5 separate regions of the Mus musculus genome follow, and regions 1, 3, 4 and 5 are each linked to region 2. A link is a contact called in public HiCAR-type and promoter capture Hi-C data. All regions are on one chromosome and are shown on one strand. Each heading gives the region's core, a stretch centred on a gene start, on an enhancer-like site or on the middle of the called end of the contact. The rest is flanking DNA. Distances are from core to core; before and after follow the strand shown. Region 1 overlaps Sgcg (sarcoglycan, gamma (dystrophin-associated glycoprotein)). Region 2 holds the start of Gucy1b2 (guanylate cyclase 1, soluble, beta 2). Region 3 holds the start of Tnfrsf19 (tumor necrosis factor receptor superfamily, member 19). Region 4 holds the start of Arl11 (ADP-ribosylation factor-like 11). Region 5 holds the start of Sacs (sacsin).

What was found. Promoter capture Hi-C pulls out the DNA fragments that hold promoters and counts their contacts. HiCAR-type assays count read pairs that join an accessible place to other places.
Region 1: a promoter capture Hi-C map of hippocampal neurons shows a contact between it and region 2, with 5 times the contacts expected there. The contact joins the enhancer-like site here to the promoter of Gucy1b2 in region 2. A contact is called at or near these places in 10 of 39 promoter capture datasets (the 3T3-L1 cell line, the C10 cell line, the HPC-7 cell line and 6 more) and 2 of 9 other capture datasets (adipose tissue and liver).
Region 3: a HiCAR-type map of astrocytes shows a contact between it and region 2, with 2.0 times the contacts expected there. The contact joins the promoter of Tnfrsf19 here to the promoter of Gucy1b2 in region 2. A contact is called at or near these places in 1 of 39 promoter capture datasets (hippocampal neurons), 2 of 115 datasets of contacts at active chromatin or transcription factors (astrocytes and large pre-B cells) and 2 of 9 other capture datasets (adipose tissue and liver).
Region 4: a promoter capture Hi-C map of embryonic stem cells shows a contact between it and region 2, with 7 times the contacts expected there. The contact joins the promoter of Arl11 here to the promoter of Gucy1b2 in region 2. A contact is called at or near these places in 18 of 39 promoter capture datasets (the 3T3-L1 cell line, the C10 cell line, the HPC-7 cell line and 10 more), 1 of 15 datasets of contacts at CTCF or cohesin (large pre-B cells), 20 of 484 Hi-C or Micro-C datasets (B cells, the G1E-ER4 cell line, the N1E-115 cell line and 15 more), 1 of 115 datasets of contacts at active chromatin or transcription factors (embryonic stem cells) and 1 of 9 other capture datasets (embryonic stem cells).
Region 5: a contact with region 2 is called in a promoter capture Hi-C map of hematopoietic stem and progenitor cells, with 4 times the contacts expected there. The contact joins the promoter of Sacs here to the promoter of Gucy1b2 in region 2. A contact is called at or near these places in 7 of 39 promoter capture datasets (the 3T3-L1 cell line, embryonic stem cells, frontonasal cranial neural crest and 4 more).

The regions. Positions count from the first base shown.
Region 1 is chr14:61,223,307-61,226,006 of GRCm38.p6, reverse strand. It overlaps Sgcg (sarcoglycan, gamma (dystrophin-associated glycoprotein)), which reads left to right. Exons shown (of 8, transcript NM_011892.3): 7 at 689-812. It also overlaps a transcript of Sacs not described here. Among named protein-coding and RNA genes, the nearest start is that of Sgcg, 34 kb to the left of the region's middle. Within about 2 kb of position 1,401, at least 9 of the 459 cell types and tissues checked have an H3K27ac peak or open chromatin away from gene starts, as enhancers often do. A contact at or near this core is called in hippocampal neurons, where this site is marked.
Region 2 is chr14:62,454,926-62,457,625 of GRCm38.p6, reverse strand. Gucy1b2 (guanylate cyclase 1, soluble, beta 2) reads left to right here and starts at 1,337. Exons shown (of 17, transcript NM_172810.3): 1 at 1,337-1,550. The coding sequence starts at 1,428. It overlaps Gm41172 (a long non-coding RNA gene), which reads right to left and starts at 1,159. Exons shown (of 3, transcript XR_874685.1): 1 at 1,069-1,159.
Region 3 is chr14:61,045,592-61,048,291 of GRCm38.p6, reverse strand. It overlaps Tnfrsf19 (tumor necrosis factor receptor superfamily, member 19), which reads left to right and starts at 1,437. Exons shown (of 10, transcript NM_013869.5): 1 at 1,437-2,177. The region is part of intron 2 of Gm41167 (a long non-coding RNA gene); the gene reads right to left.
Region 4 is chr14:61,308,496-61,311,195 of GRCm38.p6, reverse strand. It overlaps Arl11 (ADP-ribosylation factor-like 11), which reads right to left and starts at 1,443. Exons shown (of 2, transcript NM_177337.3): 1 at 1,259-1,443; 2 at 1-556. The coding sequence starts at 453.
Region 5 is chr14:61,137,026-61,139,725 of GRCm38.p6, reverse strand. Sacs (sacsin) reads right to left here and starts at 1,269. Exons shown (of 10, transcript NM_015788.2): 1 at 955-1,269.

The sequences.
Region 1 (2,700 bases), core at 152-2,651, 1.2 Mb after region 2:
CTCCTCTTTCTCACCCTTTGTTGGGTGAGCGGCCTTTCCTGGTCTCCCACCCATATTTCTTCCCATGATTTTACTTCTAGCGATTGTGCTGGGTATTTTCATATGCATGAAGAAAATTAGTTTCTAATCAAGTTTAAGTCAACACACTTCTTCACAAATATAAAAATCTACACGGCCCCTTCCATCCAAGCTTCCATTTTGCTTCAATGTTGCTTTTACATTTTTCTCCTTTATTGTATCCTTGGAAATATTTATTTAATTTTACCAACATGTTTAGTTGGCTTATTTTTTTAAAATAGGGTCTTCCTATGTAGCCCAGGCTGGCCTCAAACTCACGATCTTACTGCTTCAGCCTCCAAAATGCTGACACACCTGCCTGTTTTGTGGATTTTTCTTTTTAGGTTTATTTCTATTTTATGTACATGAGCGTTTGACCTGCATGTTTGTCTCCGAGCCACAGGCGTGCAGTTCTGGATCCCCTAGAACTTCAGATACAGAGAACCGTGAGCCGCCATGTAGGTGCTGGAAATTGAACCTGGTCCTCTGGAAGAGCAGCCTGTGCTCTTAACCATTGAACCATTTATCCAGTCCCCATTTTGTTGATTTTTGCAAAGTACCTTTCCCTCCTCTATGGCTTTAAGTTCCAAATGTAAAGACACCTTCATTTTTTTTTTTTTTCTCATTTCAGGTTAGAATCCCCAACTCGGAGTCTAAGCATGGATGCCCCAAGGGGGGTTCATGTTAAAGCTAACGCTGGGAAATTGGAGGCCCTCTCTCAGATGGACATCATCTTGCAGAGTAGTGAAGGAGTGGTGAGTTCTACGATGGGGCTCCTATCGCACTCTGATGAGGCATCTGAGTGCGACCCCACTAGGACGTCAGTGTGCTGATCTTACGCTGGTTTGTAGTGAGCCATGATGAAAGGCATAGCATGGACAGTGTGGTGAGGGAGAAGGCTGTGCAAGGTTACATTCCTTCCCTAGTGGGCTCACTCTCCTACACTGGCATCTGCATTACCAAGACACTCCTCATTCTCACTTGTGAAAAAGCACCACAGACAACATCAATTTTCCATTTCCTAGTGAGTCGGTGTTTCCCAGCATGGGCATCACAGGAGTCATCTGCAGATGACAGCTGTCCTCTGTTGTTGCCAGGAGCACCGTGTTTGCTTGCACAGAATTTAGTGCAAAATAAAATGAACTAGGAAAAATGAATTTCTTTCAAAGGTCAACTATAGTAAGGTTTAAATCCAGAATATCTGTTGTAGTATAATAGATATACCCTACACCATGATTTGTAGAACTTTATTAATAGGAGTCGAAAGCTTGACTTCAGTCAGTGGGAAGCCAGACATTCCAGGCTGTCTACAATAAATCCACAGGCTGCAGTATTAGCTGGTTGCCTTTGTGCAGTACAAGTGCACACTGCACAGATCAGGACCTTGTTTCTCTGTTCAAATAAGGCAATGGTTCACAAAGCCTTTTTAAGCCGCTCCATCACAATGTCATTTTGAAGTCTGGATGTACTATGTACACTTATGCATTTGTTCCCTGTGTGTAACTTTAATTTTTTCAAATCCTATTTTTAATGATTAAACGCTTTAACTTCCTTTTTAGCCCAGCACCCACCAGAAGTGGTGGAAAAGAAAGGACATGGGGGAAGTGAACCTGTTTAGAAAGGTTCTTTGGAGCAACTTCCATCTGTGTTGTCTGCAGTTCAGTTCACAGGTTAGCAGGCAGTGGCAGGTCGATCCTCTCGCAAACACTAGCAGTCCAGTTCAGTAGTCAGGACAGCAAACACAAAGCAACAGCAGTGACACGATCTGGCAGAGACAGCCAGGCTTCAGCCTCGGCTCAAGTCAGCAGGAGGGACCAGGGGGAACACCAGGAGAAGTTCTTGGCTGTGCCTTTTTCAGGGAAGTGAAGATCAGCAAAGACATGAGACCCACAAGCGTTGCACAGCTGGTTGTACCAGCAAGCCAAGCTCTGTCTCTGTCCCTCTGTCACGTCCTATTTATACCCTGCAAGCATCATGAATCCTCCCACATGCCTTGCCTCACTCAGCACATGTCTGCCCTCAGCACCTGCATTCAATCAGCCGGAGTCCGCAGAGTCCTAACAAATGCAGCTCAGCTATGCAATGTAAGGCAGACTGATACACATGTGTTGTTAGTAAAGACTCCTTCACCACATGTCCTTTCATGTGTGTGTGTGTGTGTGTGTGTGTGTGTGTGTTTAAAGCAGAACATCCTCCCTCCTGTGTCTGCTTCAGTGAAATGTTCCTTCACGAGTCTGCCTTAGCCTCTCACCAGTGACCATCTCAGGAAATGTTCCTTCACGTGTTTGCCACAGCAAAACACCGACCAATAAAACTGACTCTCCAAAGAACCCTTAAGTTGCCACTTCAGTGTGTGTGTGTGTGTGTGTGTGTGTGTGTGTGTGTGTGTGTGTAGTGTTGTCCTATGTCACAGTGGAAGTGCATGGTTACCTGCCCCCTCCTCAGCTATGCCCCAGGCTTGCACCAGGGACAGTTAGCAGAGACGACCGACCGCAAAGCCCAGTGCTGGGAGAGCAGGGCCCAGGGAAGTGGCAAATTGGGAAGCCTGGGCCCCTGTGGTTTATCAGTCCTATGCTGTAAATATATATGTGAATTCTGGAAGGTTTGCTGGCTCTCTGTGGCTGTCTCCTCATTAAACCAATG
Region 2 (2,700 bases), core at 88-2,587:
GAAATTTTAAAAAGCAAGTTGAAGAGAGGATGAGGTAGAGCAGGTTCACGCCGCCTGGAGGCGAGCTGGGCTCGTGGGTGAACGTCCTCACTGTGGAAAAAGCCTATGTTTTTTCTGGCTTTCTGGATCCCAAGCGAAGGCGCTGATGCGAAATGAAAGGAGTAAGTGCCCAAGTCCCGGTCCACATGCAAATCAAAACTCCATCTTCCAGTGTACCTGATTGAGAGAGCTTTTATCTATCTATCTATCTATCTATCTATCTATCTATCTATCTACCATCTATCCATCCATCCATCCATCTCATTTATTTTTGAAAGAGTCAAGTATTATTGACTTTCCTAGAAAAGGGATATCACTTGATTCACTAAGCTGCTGCAGTGTGGCAGCTACAAGAAAACCTCTGGTTTCTCTGCACCACTGTTTTGTCTTTCGAGGGAGTTAATGGTAAGAGGACCAACTTTACAGGGTCACAGTAAGGAGGAAAGGAAATTACGTAGAATCTAATGACATTGCTCACACCCACTGGTGAAAACCCAGCAGTTTTGTGTGATTTATCCTAAACCAGGAGGAATGTGCGGGACCCAGTACTGCGCAGCGTGTGGTTAAAAGCAAATGATTTCCGTAGCTGTTGTGATGGGTCTAAAGCACGGCTGTCCGCTGTGGCTGTTTAGGGGGATGGACTGTCTTCTGGGATTGGCTCCTCTGACTTTTGCATGCTGAATTAATAACTATTGAGATAGGTCTGGAAGAAATGTGGAGCCTTTGTTTCAGACTGTATTTATCATTATCATCATTATTAATAATTATTGTTTGTTTCTGAGAACGGGTCTTACTGCCTTGAGCTCCCCATTCCCCTGCCTCAGCTGTCCTAGAGATTACAAGCACCAATCACAACGCTGCTCTCCCGACACTCTTGTTTCATTTTGTTTTGTTTTTAAAGACAGGGTCTTGCCCTGTTGCTCAGTCTACTATGGAGAACAGTTTCCCTCCCCAGTGTTCCAAATGGCAAGGCCAATAGCCAGTCCCATGGTGACTGGCTGGAAAGCCTGGCTTTTACCCCAGCCTTACCTTTAGCCCACTTATCCCCACTTAGCCACCTGTCAGTGAGATGTTAGCCACGCCAGGGGAGTCAATCAGATAGCGTACAATGCTACACAGATGCAAAGGGAAAACAGTCAGTCAAACCAGAGAAGGGTGGGACTTCTCCGCCCGCGCAGATCCTTGCCCCTGCGAGATGCCTTGTCCAGCATTGCTTCCTTAACCAATAGCTAAAGCTTATTTAAGCATGTGGTATCCTCTAAACAATGAAAGCTTGTTTCTCATCGCACAGGATGCTAAGTCTGTCTTGCTGGGTCAGCTTACATGTAATCAGAAGTGTGTGTGTGTGTGATGAGGTTGTATTTACAAACACCTGTCTAATTGAAAGGATGGTGATGTCTGAAGTGTTGTGTGCTGAGTATACGCTAAAAGTTAAAATGTCAGACACAGCAGACGGTGTGCTGTATGAGCCTCTGCGAGCGGAGTTTAGGAGCAAGCGAACCCATCTACAGGTACAGTGAGGAGCGCAGTGGGAGAGGTTGGGGGTGGCTGAATAGGGGCACCAAGGGAACTTGCTGGACAATGCAGACACTCCATTTATATCTGGGTATGAGTTATGCTAGCATATATGTTTGCCGTAATTTGTGAGACTATTCACTTCAGAGCAACAAAGGAAGTCACAAACAAACAAAACAACAAAACAAAATAATAAAACCCTCTCAACCCCCCAAAAAGCCAAAAAACTGGTCTCTCAAAACAATGATCCCAGAATATACAGGGAAGCCCGTGATGTCATGGGAACGGAGGGGTGTCTTCCCATACAGTAACAAGTCCTCCCCAGCTGCTAATGCATCTGAAAAACCTACGAGATGCCAGCTAATCTTGCAGACAGCTTCGAAAGCCAGGGACAGCCTTCCTCATGCACACGCTGTCTGTGTCTTTTCAAATGTTTACAGAGTATTTACAAAGAGTAGTCCTTTGGGTGGCAGTTGTAATTAGGGAAACTGGCAGAGAAAATTAACACATACCATAAAAGAGGGATAATTAGTCCTCTGCCATATACAATATTATTATCAAAAGGCATTCACCCTGGAATCCGATTGGTTTATACACACTGGCCTCATAGGGACGCTCCTCCCTTCCACATCACTCTGGGTATGAAGCTGCCACGTTCCTTGGATGATGGGCCATATGGTACTTAACATCAGAATGAAAATGAGCTCGTGCTTCTTATGTGAGATGCTAAAATTTATTAGAAAATCAGAAAGCCTAATTTCCACCAAGTTCCTGAGACCTACCATCTGCTTCATGAAAAAGAAAGAGGGAGTTGGTTTTTTTTTTAACCATTTGCTTATTGTGAAGTGTGAGCATGAGTGTTTGTGTGTGTTTGTAAAAGCGGGGAGGGGGCTGAGGGCTGTAAGAGGGGGGGATCAGAGCAAGTACACTTGGCAGGGCCGAAAGAGCTGTCAGCTGAATGTGGTGGGAAGGTTTGGGAAGCATAATTATGGAAATCATCTATCTTGGAGACATTTTCTCAGGACCACACGTCCTCTCCACAGAGAATCAGCACAGAGTCTTCTAGCTTTTGCAAGTACACAAAATCACTCTTCTGGAGTGAAGAGGCAGCTTCCCTCAGTCCTGGTGTCTCTGAGGGTCTGGCCT
Region 3 (2,700 bases), core at 188-2,687, 1.4 Mb after region 2:
GTGGTAAACTGTAGAGACCTGTAAGCAACTTGCTCACCCAGAGATAAGAGCACCTAGCAGTTTCCATTGGCTCTGGAACAGCAAACTTGATGAAGGCTCTGGGCATGGACCCTAGACCATGGAACATCTGGGTTACCTCAGAGAAAAGTCAGCCTTCTTGGAAATAGTTTGCCCCTGATTTCATGAGTCCTTGGAGCTCAGGAGCTCTGTAGGTACAGGTGTCTTGGGATAGTATGCAAAAGCATGCCTGCTCATTTGAAGGATGTGAGGCTGGGTACATTGTTCAATTGGTGGAGTGCTTGTTTAATATGCATGAAGCCCTAAGTTCAGAAACCATAATCACATAAACTGAATGTAGCAGTGGATGTCTGTAATTCCAGCCTTTAGGAGGATCAAGAGTTCAAAGCTGTCTTTGAATAAACAGCACTTTTGAGGCCAGCTCATGACACTGGAGACCCTGTCTCGAAAAGGAAAAAGAAAACAAACAAGTACAAAGTAAGCCCCATGTGTCTCAGGGACATTTCAGAGATGGAGGGCATGAACAGGCCCTGGGGTTCAGCCTCCACCTCCCACTGGGGAAAAATACTGGAAACCAAATAGATCTATTTAAGTGTTACAATGAACTCACAAACCAAGTATTTTGCCATCAAGATTTACACAGGAATCAAAGACAGCTGGAGATAGACAGGGCATAAACTATTTTTAAATATCACACCAGGAAAAATGAGATGCAACTGATAAGAGAAGGAAGTCACAGGAAGGAAGTGGGTTCCTCTAAGGGTGCTGCAGATGATATTTTTCAGTGCCCTTCTGCAAACAGATGCAGTTCCATCATATAATGGAAATCTTTTCTCTCTCCCAGAATAAACAGCTCCATGTTCAAAAACATGCCACATTCCGACCACAGTGCTTTACCAGCCTCGTGGGTATTCTAAACAACGGACACTAAGTTCCGTTTTACAGTACAGAAAATAAGGTGGCGATTTCTCAGCTGGATCCAAACTGTGATTTGTGCTTTGCCTGGGACAGAAGCTGTGGAGTGATTGCAAGCAAATGCTTTCCTCTAAGTCACCTTTCTGTGACTTTTAGGAGTCGCTAGAGGTATCCATGATTGCAACTCAGAAGGAAGGCATCCTTTGTTGTTGTTGTTTTATTAGGACCCCAAATTTAGATTAACAAGCTTCTGACCCAGGTGTCCAGTGAGCTAGTGGCGGTATCTCTGTAAGTTGTAGTATCCACTCCTTCACTCAATGAAAGCCATACTTGACTGGCGCCACCTGTAATACTTTCACCAGGAAAAGACATTTTACTAATTCTTAAAGACTTGTCGCAGTATGTGTGTGTTGGGGTGGGGAGCCGCGCGCGTGGGGTTGGGGGTGGGGAATCAAGCTTTTTAAAACGTTTGCCTGTGACCCTGGCGGTGTAAGGCAGGTGTTCGGAGAAACGGCCTAATTAAACACTGCTGTGCCGCTCTGCTGCGTTTCGGACTACCCTGCTCTGGTAGGGACTTCGTGCTTTTTGTCACAGGCAGCGGCTTGATGCTGTCTACTGGAACCTGCAACGATCCAGGACCTTACAGGCCCGGAGCACAGAGGCCCAGAGCAGTCCTGGTGTGTCCCTCCCAGCCAAGAGACACACTGCAGGGCTGTCGCGGGCGAGGCACAGACCAACGCGACTAGAAATCAGGCTGACTGGCTTCTCCCGGCCAGCCCCACGGCACGGCATGATGTCATGGGAGCTGCCACTCAGCGAGATGAAAGGGATGCGGCGCAGCAGCGCTGGCACTAGGCAGCCCAGCTGGGGCACCGCGAGAGAGAGCTGCAGATCCAGCCGCTCAGCCCAGGCTGGGGAAGCCTGCTCTCCAGAGCTGGGGCAGAACAACGTGGCCCACGTTTAACAAAAGAACCAGACGGTAGCGAACTTTCTAGATCTGCGCGCGTAGCGAGTAAACTCAGCCTTGCCTTTGATGCGCAGCAACTGATCGGCGATCAGATTACAGGCACTCCATCTCCTAGTTCGCCTGCCTTTGATCTGCGCGGGTAATCCATTTTCCTGGATTTGAAGTTTGTCTGGGCTTGCGCCCACACACATTTTTGGGAAGGTAAAAGCGTTTGGCGCGGAAGTGCTACCAAGCTGCGGAAAGCGTGAGTCTGGAGCACAGCACTGGCGAGTAGCAGGTAGGCGTTCGTGTGTGGTTGGAACTTTCACTGCGTTTTCCTCGCATGTTCAAAGGGGGAAAAATGGCTATCAGCTCCCAGCAAGCATGCCTGAAGCCAAGTCCAGCACCAGGCTGCGTGCACGTGAAACTGAATTTGATTCTTGATGCAATTGTTTCGCGGTTTGCACAAGAGTTTGATATCTGTCATGCAAATCTTACTTGGAAGTGAGTAGTTCCAACAGGACAAAAACAGAGCCTCGCTAATGTTTGTTGCCAGCAGGGTTTCAGACGCTGGAAGCTGGGCTGGAAAACCTCCTCTTACTTTATTTAGAAACGGTGGGATTCTGTTAACACCCCCTCACTCCCACCCCACCTTCCTTTCTCTTCCCCTATCTCCCCCCACCCTACGGAGCAAAACTCCTCTCTAGCAATCCTAGCAATATTACTACTTTATTCTCCGGCCTCCGGGAGATGTGAATCTATCGCACATGTGTCCTTGCCATTCGCATTCCCAAGGGAATCTCTGCAAAGGCATTTAGGAC
Region 4 (2,700 bases), core at 194-2,693, 1.1 Mb after region 2:
CAGCTCCCAGCAATGCTTTTGGAACCCTTCCAGGCCCAGCCTGTTTCTGATTTCAAGCAACGGCAGAGCACCAGGAGCCTCCTGCTTGTTGGCCAGTACCAAGAAGGGGACGCCGGCCATGTTGGGGTCTTCCAGGACTTCCTTGAGCTCAGCCACTGCCTCAGGCAAGCGGGCTTCATCTGTGCTGTCCAGCACGTACACAAGGAGGTCGATGCCTTCCAGGTAGTCCTTCCAGGTAGCTCTGAGCTGGGTCTGTCCCCCAATGTCCCAGAGAGTCAGTGACACATGTCCAGGAGCCTCAAGAGGCTCTACATTAAAACCAACAGTGGGTAGGGTGTCCACCAGCTGGTTTCCTTTCAGTTTGTACAGAATTGTGGTCTTGCCAGCAGAGTCGAGGCCCATCATTACCACCTGGGCCTCTGCCTTGTGACCTCTGGAATTCACAGAGCCCATGATGGCCCCTAGTAAATCCTCCTGCAGAAAGGCTGAGGACGCACATCAGCTACTCTTTTCTGAAGAAATGCAAATCCATGCATGCATGCACTGAGCTCCTACCCTAGAACAAAACAAGTCATTTTAGGGAAGGGTTTCAGACCCAGGCTGGACCCTGAAAAGCCCAGGAAGTGAGGAAGTGTGAGTCAACAGCAGCTGACTGGCCTCTGGTGCTGGCGGAGAACCACCTGAAGATGCAGAACTCCAGCGTCCTTCCTAAGTAGTTAAAGTAGAGGCGAAGGAAGCAGCAGCCGACCAACCGTGTTCAGGAGAGGCTGCAGAAAGGCATTTTCATTTCTCACTCTGTGGTCTCTGACCCTCCTGTTTCCTTCCTGGGGCCTAAACTCAGAAGTGGCAGCACACTGCATTCCAGAGAGTGGAGAAGCCAGGTCAGGGTATGCTAACTTCTTAGAACTCCTCCCAGGACCTGCACATTGGTCTCTCCAGTACCTACTGACAACCACTGCTGATTCAGGCAAATTTGAGTCAGAGCCAAGAACTTTTCCACACCATATAAAAAGCCTCTAGAATACTGTGTGCGTGTGCATGTTTGTGTGTGTGTGTGTGTGTGTGTGTGTGTGTGTGTGTGTGTTTTAAAGAATTCTAACCATGAAGGCCTAAGAACTATCTACAACTTAGGAGAAAGTTAGAGAGGCAGAAGGTGGACCATAGCACTCTTAGGAGTATGTGCATCAGATATCACTGAAGGAAAGGAAGGAACCTCATTCACTTCTGCCCTGAGAAAAAGAGCAAGAGTTAGAGTTACCTCTGTGGTTGCCTGGACTGTGGCAGACATCCCTCCGCTAGGGCACCTCTCCACAATCAAGCTTCTTTCTGCTGGTCGCCATGTCCCAAGAGCAGGATATGAAGGAAGTGTAGTGGCTGTTGCAATCTGTCCTGTTTTTGCTTCCTCTCTCGAGTGGTTAGGGCAGACATCCTCCCATATTGGGGGTGTGTCTCAAGACATCTCAGCTCTCCGTTGTTAGTGGAGCCCCGCCCAGCACCAGTTTCCCCAGTCTGAGGGACTTCACAAGTTCAGAGTTGTGTCACCCTTCCTTGTTTTCCTTGACTCCTGTGATCTCCCTGGGAATCCTGAAGCGCAGGCCACCCAGCACGGGCAGCAGTGGTTTTCTGGTGCTGGGAGACTCTTTGATTTGCAAAACTGTGAAGCTTGTCAGAATCAAAATGGAGTGACTTGTCAAGCCCAAACAAAAAAGGAGGAGGAAAAAATGAATTAATCAATAATTAATAAGTACATAAAGGAGCAGATCTTGTGCGTGCATGACTGATAAGCATTCATAAAAGACTCTGCTAGAACCACAACCTTACACAGACACACACACACACACACACACACACGCTCTCACACACTGGTTCTACAGAGATGTCTGTCCAACAACTGTTTAATTTTGGAATAGTACGACCCTTGTTATTTTCCTTTGCAGCCTAAGATGGTTTCATATAGTTATGCTCCTATTGTGTGTGTTCATGTGTATGTGTACATGTGGTGCATGAACATGTTTGTGTGGGTGTATATTCACATGTATGTACATGTGCATGCATATGGAGGCCATAGGTCAATTTCTGGCATGGTCTTCAGTTACTCTCCACTGTATTTTCTGAGACTGGGTCTCTCGGTGTCCTCACGGCCCTGTGCATGTCTGTGTACCTGGACCTCAGCCTTTTCCTCCGCATAGGGAGAGGCTCTTCTCCTAAGACACCTCTGTGGTGCTCATTCATTTGTCTAGACTGGGGTCCTCTGGCCGCCCAGTGCTGGGTTACAGGTGATGACACTGCCCAGCTTCCACAAGGTGCTATGCTCCTTCTGTTGTACGACAGGCACTTGGTTCTCAGAGCCATCTCTGCAGCTCATGGCTCCTCATTTCTTCCTTCAAAACCTTTCACCTGCCTCAATCCACCTTGAATAAACACAGTTTCCTCTGCTGCATGTATCCACATTGCAGTGTACGGCTATTCCCAAGTAAATGGCATTAGACTTCAGAGAGTCCCTCTGGTTAGACAGAACCACGTGTGTGTTAAATTGTAGAGTATAATTCTAAATTAAAAAAAAAAAACCCTCCAAAGGGGTGTGCGTGCATATGTGCATGTATATGTATATACACAAACACATATATATGTATACGTGTAGAACAGGGATTATGTTGAGCCTGGGTCAAAAGCTTATGCAGTTGGGCCTATTGGCTGTTT
Region 5 (2,700 bases), core at 20-2,519, 1.3 Mb after region 2:
TGAGCACAACAGCAGGGACGCAGGAAGATGGTGTAAGCTAGCTTGCTTCCTTTGAAAGGGACTTAGACAGAGTCTTAAGGATCATGGGTGCGGGAGGGAGCAGCTTGGGCAGCCAAAAGCCAAAAGCCAAGGATAAAGAAGACAAGGGACCACACAGAATGGGGCTAACTGTCAAGGCAAAGGAAAGAGAGCTGGTTAGTCTTCCGCAACACTCAGGGGATGTGAACATGAGAACCTCACACTGTCCTAGTTCTTACCTGGCTGCCAGTGGGTGCTTGTAAAACTCGTCATAAGACAAATAAATGGGGGCTGATCGTGAATTACTTCTGTACTGGTTGGTGCAGGAGTAAAGAGACCAATATGGGGTTGTGGCAGCTTATGCTTGGAAAACACCTGGAACCAGCCCCCATCCTGGCTGGTTCAAATGGAAGAGGCTTTTTACCATTTTCAGAGACACAGGGAGTAAGATTAAAGCTAAAATTATCAGCATATCAGCCTCAAAGGCAATACTCCCCACTGACCTTGTTTTAAGAAAAACGCAGGCAAGCAAAAAAGGACAGCAGAGTAGGAGAGAACTTTGCTAAAATCACAGAACTCTTTCTAAGAATTTAATTATTTCCTGGAATGAAATGAAATAAGGAGAATTTTTTTTTGTCATAAGGCTTTCGAGTATTATTAAATAAGGTAACTGAGAACTGGCTGGTTGAGAATATGAGGTTAAAATTAGAGCGATTGCAGATTAAGTAATAAACTATTCTGAGAATGCCACTGTATAAATACCAATAGTCCGGACCCCACTCTGCATAACAGCAGCGAACCCATTATGACCACTCTCTGCAACTTGGAGTGGAAATTAAAAAGACAAAGCCTGCAGTCAGAGCCCCTCTGGAACTAAGATGAGGAGGTAGAGCGGGACCCACCCTACCCAAGGATGCCAAGGTAGCAACTCCTCACCCGTGCGCTGTGGCACTACACGCCAGAGCTGCTCTGTCTTCCTTGGGGGCGAAGATGCAGAGGACAGTGGTCCACGGCCCAGCTGGAGCAGCAGCAGCTGTAGCAGCGACCGCACCACCCGGCTCCAGCGGGTCGCAACGCCCGATGTAGCTGTTCCTAGACTAGACGCAGTCCGCAGTCCGAGGGACCCTCAGAGTCTCACGGTGGCCATCATCAACCTGGTTGTCCGGCCTTTGTGTGCCTTTTGTACCAACAACAAACAAGTCCCAGCCAGCGTTACTGCCACTGCATTCAGCGCAGGGCCGGGAGAGTGCGGCAGTCACAGCTCCCCCTACCTAGCTCACTGCTCTCTTTTTTTAAATTAAAGAGATAGCATATCAGCTTCAAAGAATGCCATAATGCCACACACCCAGTGTTGTGGATCACTGAGGTAAAAAGTCACGATGGGAGCTTTATTATTATTTTTGTTGTTTTCCAGAGATTAATTTTATGGAAGGCATACGGCTTAAAACAAAGTCATTCCCCATAGAAGGTTGGTGCTAGGGGCTTGGTATGGGCCTCCTCAGCCCCATAAAGAGTTCTGAATAGACTCTGCCCGGTCTGAAGACAGGAGGATTAAGCGCTCAAGATCAGCCGCCTTTACATAGTGAGTTCAAGGATAGCTGGTCTCAAAATGGATGAATGGATGGATGGATGACAGACAGGTGATAGCCATATGATAGTAACAGCAGCACATGCCCAGATAAAACAGCATACACAGTGCCTTTGTTCATTGTCATTGTGGACATGAGATTCCAAATAAGTATCAAAAAATCAAAAATTCACTCAAAATGTGCTGTGTGTTGTAAAATGTTCTACAGTTGCAATCTGATGCCAGTGTTAATTCAGTGTTTCTGTCAGTTTAGTAATGGGGACACTGAGGCAATAAACCAGGGCACGGCATCTCTACGGCACCAAGCTTTGTGTGCAGCCCCGGTCCTCTGCCCTTGCGTGGGCTGTGCTCTAGTTACAGCATCAGGACCAACATCCTCCAGCATCCTATGAATGGGGAGTGTACACCAGCTAGAGCTTCAGAAGATTGGAGGCTCCTGTTTGCTGCACCCTTGGGGAAATTACCTAATTCAGCTCAGCCATACAGGCTCCAATGATGTCCCTGGGGAGAGGCACCGACTTCAGAAAGGGCAATCCACTTTGTCTGCTTTGCTGTAGTCTCGCCCTTCCCAGGGGACCACTGAAGATACCAAATCTAATAGCATTTCTTCCACACCACAGACTCCTATTAGTCATCCCTCGGAATCCATGGGAATTGCTTTCTTGAAGCTGCCAAAACCCAAAGATGCTCAAGGTCCTGATCTTAAAAGGGCATTAGAGAGCTGTGTTTGGAATGGCACAGTGGGCAAGGCCACTTTTTGCACAAACATGAGTACCTTAGTTCAAATGCCTAGTACCTACAACAAGTGTTGTGGGGCCGTGTGCCATAGCTCAATAATGTTAAGACAGGTAGAGTTTTCTGTCTCCTGAAGTCTCCCAGATCAGTAAGAGACCCTGTCTCAAGGAGATAAGACAGAGGTCTCCCACTGGCTTTGGAGTACACTCCTGTAAATATATATATATATATATATATATATATATATATATATATATATATATACATACATACATATACACACACAGTGTTGGTGGGGTGTAAATAAATAAATAAATAAATAAATAAATATATAAATGCTGAGGTTGCTATGCTAAACT